Linked DNA regions of Anas platyrhynchos: region 2 is linked to region 1. Evidence: chromatin contacts called from public Hi-C data. All regions are on one chromosome and are shown on one strand. The core of a region is the stretch at or near the end of the contact, and the rest is flanking DNA. Distances in the headings are between cores, read along the strand shown. Region 1 has its middle 83 kb from the start of BCOR. Region 2 overlaps BCOR (BCL6 corepressor).

What was found. Hi-C and Micro-C count contacts between places; a contact is called where the count stands out from the background.
Region 2: a contact with region 1 is called in a Hi-C map of skeletal muscle, with 1.7 times the contacts expected there. The contact joins two enhancer-like sites. A contact is called at or near these places in 2 of 8 Hi-C or Micro-C datasets (both in skeletal muscle).

What each region holds. Positions count from the first base shown.
Region 1 is chr1:122,612,478-122,615,177 of IASCAAS_PekinDuck_T2T, forward strand. No RefSeq gene overlaps it. Among named protein-coding and RNA genes, the nearest start is that of BCOR, 83 kb to the right of the region's middle. Within about 2 kb of position 1,289, at least 1 of the 8 cell types and tissues checked has an H3K27ac peak or open chromatin away from gene starts, as enhancers often do.
Region 2 is chr1:122,669,167-122,671,866 of IASCAAS_PekinDuck_T2T, forward strand. The region is part of intron 1 of BCOR (BCL6 corepressor); the gene reads right to left. Among named protein-coding and RNA genes, the nearest start is that of BCOR, 26 kb to the right of the region's middle. Within about 2 kb of position 1,400, at least 4 of the 8 cell types and tissues checked have an H3K27ac peak or open chromatin away from gene starts, as enhancers often do.

The DNA.
Region 1 (2,700 bases), core at 39-2,538:
GTTCAGCGTTGCTAGTCGACCGATTGTGGCTACCTTAAAAACTGCAATCACAATCCCGCTAGCAGCATTAATGGGAAAACGTTCTTGCAATCAGCTTGCTGAAGGTTACACTGGTAATTTTCTGTCTTCTATCCAGCCGTAGGTAAACTGCAAGGGGGTGGGTGCCTGCGTGTGCTTATGTACATCTGCACACGGGGACCAGGCCTTCCTTTAGCATTTCCTCCTCGAGCATCCCTGCTCTGACACGAAGCACATAACCGGCAGCTTTTCCAGAGAAAAAACTGTATTTATTTCTGGCATCATAACACAGTCAGGAGGGAAAGTGCCTTCACCCCCACCTGCCACTGCAGGCAAGACTCACAGATTACTAGAAATAGCAATCCCTCCACTAAGCCCTGGTGTTAAAATGTTACATGCAGCACAATGATTGGCGGGATCCTCTCTTTGTGTTCTCTTCTGCCTTTTCTTCCTTGCCTTCAGTTTTAGCTCTCTCTCGGTAGTGCGGCTCCAGCTTTTTCTGATTGCATTTTATCCTCTCAGCACAAAGAGTGTTTTCTTTTAGGACGTTGTCCCTTTTCCCCGAACTATTTTTATCAGTTCCCCCTCTGACTCACTGCTGGGAATCCTCCCGTGGATCCGTCCTCCTTCCCTCGTCCCCACAGCGTCACTCCCCCTCTGCTAGAGGTCAGCTCTCCGTTCCTGCCTCACAACAAAAAGGGCCATCCTAGAAATCCAACGCCTGGGGACAGATCTGAGGTTGTTCCCTCCGCAAGCAGAAAAAACAGGCTTCCCTAAAGGTCTCAGCCAAACTTTTCCTAAAATGTGACCACCAAATGGCATCTGCACTGAAAGGGGAAGCGTCCTCAGCATCTCTGCGTGGTCCATCCACGTTGTCCTTCCGGGAACAGACCTCTGTCGACAGCAAAGCTCGGGTTCTTTGCCCCCACCTCCTGGCGTTGCTCATGCAGAAAGTTGTCCTCCTAGCCCTGTTAATAAATCTTTCAGAAGGCAATAAATCTCCGCTTCGTTTAATAATTCATTTTCGCCTGACCAGGGTCCAGGTGGGTGTTTAGGCTCTCACGTTCTCCTGGGACTCGGCGGATGGCAAGGAGCCTGTAAACCGCGCTGCTTAAAAATACCCATGCACACACACACACACACACACCTGCTCTCAGCCCCCGTAACTGCCTGGTAATTGCTAGCTTGGCTGGCTGGCTCGGGCTGCCTGTCTTTAAGAGCCGCATCCTTCCCCGGTGCCAGGCCTTTGGGGTTGTGCCGCCCTCCCCCAGACCTCGGAGTCTCTCTCTGCAGGATGTCAGCTGTCCTCCTCGTCTCCTCCCTTCAGTGGGATGGCTTCCTCTGCTCTCACTGTGATAAGAGTTTGTTTTCGTCTCCAACATACCCTGGGCTACTACCGCTCTCTGCATTTTTCTGCTTTGATACCTGCATTTATGTTCTGATTTCTGTCTCTCTCCTGGGGCCATCCTGCTTTTCTTTTCTCACCCAAAGCAGCTCTGCCGCAAAGACAGGTATAACTAATAGCACCGCGCTCCCTCAGTGAAGCAGAGTTCAATTTGCCTTTCGCAGAGATCACAGGGAATCGGGCCCAGGCAAGAAACGCCGGGCAAAGATTTATGTGGGACCGTTTGCCTAAATGGGTCCCCTACTTCCTTATTTCCGTGGGGCAAGGAAGCTGCCAACATCTGCTCTGTGCCTGATACCGCCTCCGATTCCACCAGCAGCGACTTTCCCCACGAGACCGTCGCAGGAAAATTCCCAGGCTGGCATTTTCTCCATCAAGGACTCCGCTCCCACGAGGGAGATAGGCACAGGGTGCGGGTTGTTCTGCAGCTCCTCGCCTCACACAGCCAACCCGAGCAGTGGAAATCCTTTGCTGCAGGCAGGTTGGACTCCACCTTCCCCCCCCTACACAAGGAAAGCGGAGAGATGCAGCTTGAGGTCAGAGACTGCCCGCGGTGGGCACAAGTGCCTTGTTTTACTCAGGCACGGAGCCTTTTGGCACCCTCATCCTCCCCAGGGAGAAACCCCGTTGTGTTTTTTTCACTGTTGCTGTTGTGTCTGATTTGAGATCTGACAGGGGAAAAAAAAAAAAAAGATGCTGCTGCTTTCTCCTGCACTGCTGCAGCCCTTTCTCCTCCAGGACAGCGGGCAGCTACTGGAAAACCGGGTCAGGGCAGGCTCCCTGCCATGGGATGCTTCGTGGGTTTGGAGCTGAAGCAAGACTCCAGCGAGCCACGGACTCACAGAGACACTTCTACACCCAGGCTCCAGTCAGCGAGAAATCCCGTTTTATGCCTAGAAGTTACGTATTTTATGGCTTTCCAAAAGTGTGTGACAGCTCTGCTGTGTTACACGTGGCCTTCCGCACGGCTGAGCAACAGACCCGGGATTTTACCGGGCAGAAACTCGTGCCTTCAGATGGAAGGGGGCATCCGAAGCAGTGAAATACGGGCCGGCTTTATGCAAGCCCCGTAACAAAATAAATCGAGGGGAATGCGTTAACTTTTGTTTTATTTAACTTCGCCAACTTTCAAGTCAGCTCTCAAGCACCCAGAAGGTTTCAGAAAATGTTTAATCTAGCTCAGACAATTTCCTGCACTCCCTAACTGGACCACCCCATTTTCTGAAACGCTGCCAAGAAGCCGGAGCTGCTCGCCGGCTCCGCCGCGCGCGGCTCTT
Region 2 (2,700 bases), core at 150-2,649, 57 kb after region 1:
ACGAGCCAGCCGCTGGGGCCAGCACCCCACAACCCACCGCAGGCCGTCCGGAGGAGCTCGGGGAACGACCGCCCTGCGGAGACGCAGCTCGCAGCCGTGGGAGAGCGGCGGAAAGCAGCGCACACCTCGCTCCAAGGCGGCTCGTCTCGCCCCTCCTCACCGCGGAGCACGCCGAGCACAATGCCAGGCTTTCCCCGGTGCAGGCTCCGCCGCGCCGCGCGGCCCCGAAGCCTCCCCCCCTCTCTCCCCAGCGGTCTATTGAGCACACTCGCCTCTTTATACTGCCCGATTCCCAGTGTGGCTGGTGGATTCTGTGCTTTCCACTTTAATTGTCTTATCCAAATAAAGCTTTGTTTTCCTTAGCGCGACAATCCCAACATTCAGCCCAAGGTTTTCATTGGACAGAGGAGATATTTTATTCGCCGATTGTTTAGAGAGTCGGGGCTTACACGGAGCAGCCCTGGCTTGTGTGCCTCCGCTCACAATGGGGTCTTTGCAGCCCTGTTCCCGGCCGCCTGGGTTCGTTTTCCACCGCGATCGGGACCGCGATCATTTTTTTTTCCCTCTGAATTTCATAGCTCCTCCAACTCTACCCGAGACTTTAACAAGTCTTTTAGTTTGCACCTAGACAATAAATTTAGTTTAATTTAGCTTCCGGTCTTTAATTTTAGCAGGTCTTCTTTTTGCATGCAAATCAATATGGCAATTACCATCTAAAAGCTCGCCCAGCCCCAGGTCAATGTAAATTGATCATTGTCCGCCTTCTACAAAATAACACCGGGAGTCTGTGGTGCATAATGAGATTATACTGGAAACTGTCTTTCAGATCACAAATTATATTTCATGCTGTCAGGATCTTCTCCGAGCCGACTTCCTCGCATCTCTAATCGCACGGCACCGGAGCCGTCAGCTCGCAAGGTGGGGCTGGGCTGCGTGGAGGGCTCGTGGGTCGGGGGTGAGAGTCCCAAATCATTCAGGCAACGCCTGACAAAAACCCACGGGCAGGTGCGTTCGCTCGCTAACTTTTCCAGCAGTGGTAGAGAGGAGGAGGGGGAAAAAAAAAATCCCCTCGCTGCCAAGAACTGCTGTCCAGCAAACAAGGAAAAATGAACTCCTTGCTGGAAAGCAGCAGAACTTTCCTAAATCTGCTCTCGCTGGCCTCCTCCTTTCCGTCCCCACCTCTCCTGCTCAGCGGGTCAGAGGAGCGCCGCCGGCAGCGGAGGATCCCTGGGGAAACGCGCGCTGCCCCGGGAGAGACGGCGCCGTGCCGCACGGCTCGGCCCGAGCAGGTGGGAGGGAAAAGGTCGCCCCGGAGCAGCCGTCGCCGTGAGCCTGTTCCGCCAAAGGACACGGGGATTAACCGGAGCCAGGGCTGCTCACGGCCACGGGAACTCCCCCTGCCTGCAGCCGAGGCCTCCGCGCTGGCTCCTGCACGCAGCCAGGCGCACACGCGCAGCTGGCTCCGGGAGAGCTGCTCCGGGAGGCCAACGGGGCCAGCCCGGCTCCCTCCCTCCACATCTGCAAAATCAGGAGCCGGGGGCTAAAACAGGCCCGCACCGGCCATGCGTTATTTCCCAAGCCACGCCGGTCGGAGGAGGAAGTATTAAACTCGGCCTCACGCCGCCGTTGCGGAGCCCGCACTAAAACGTGACCTACAGCGGTGTGTGGGGGAAAGGTAGCGCATCGTGTGTCACCTGCAGCATGCCGCAGTCCTGGGCGAGAGCCCCACACCTCTGCCAACGCTCCCAAACCCACAGCCCGCTCCTCCTCCGCGCCAGCACCACCCAGAGCCGCGTCTACACCAGGCGCAACGTGGCTGCCACCCGAGCCGGAGCGGGCCTTTCGCCTCTCTTCGCAGGGGCCACTCGCTGGTCAGAGCCGAGACACCTTTCAAAGGATGGCCACAGCTTGCTGAGACTACTCAGGCACGTGCAGCACTCATTATGTCGGGCCACGGTAGCCCCAGTCCCCTCTCCCCGCAAAGGACGACCCAAAAGGACATTGACAACTTTGTGTGGTCCGCAAAGTTTGCTTGTGCTGACTGCACGGGGTCCCCAAAGCTCAGCTGCCCCAAAGCTTTGGCATCCCTCTAACGGGACCAGCCTCGGCCTCTTTCTGCTCCCACGGCCTTAGAAAAAGCGAATTTTTGTGGGGTGGGGGAAGAGGAGGGCGAAGGGCCGGCAGCCTCCAGCTGCCCGAGGAGCTGCAGCTCTGGGCACGTCCTGGTAAAGGCAGGCACAGTGCGTGACACGGAGCCGGGGCTGTCCACCCGCGCAGGAATAAAGCCAAGACACCAGTATTGTTTCGAGCCCCGGCCCATATTTGGGCATACGGTTCACACATTCTAAATATTGCTTTAAATATTAGAATGGAGACGTTCGCCAACGGGGCCCGGAGCGCACTCGAAGGCAAGAAGTCACTGCTGCTCGCTCTGGGATTCCTCGCCTGGTCTTCCCGGCCCTTTTTTCTTTTTTTCCTTTTTTTTTTTTTTTTTTTTTTTGGGGGGGGTGTTGTAGAGAGGGAAGCCCCGCTGAGTCTGTTTGTACTGGTCTCTATTAGATATGCAACAAATCTGCCATTTCCGGCGTTGCCTCTATCTAATTAGAGATGTATTTAGATGTGACGTGTAAATAAGCGCTGAGCTGCCTGCTGCCCTGGCTCCGCGGACTGCTCGGGAGCATTTCCAATAAGGCTGTAGCG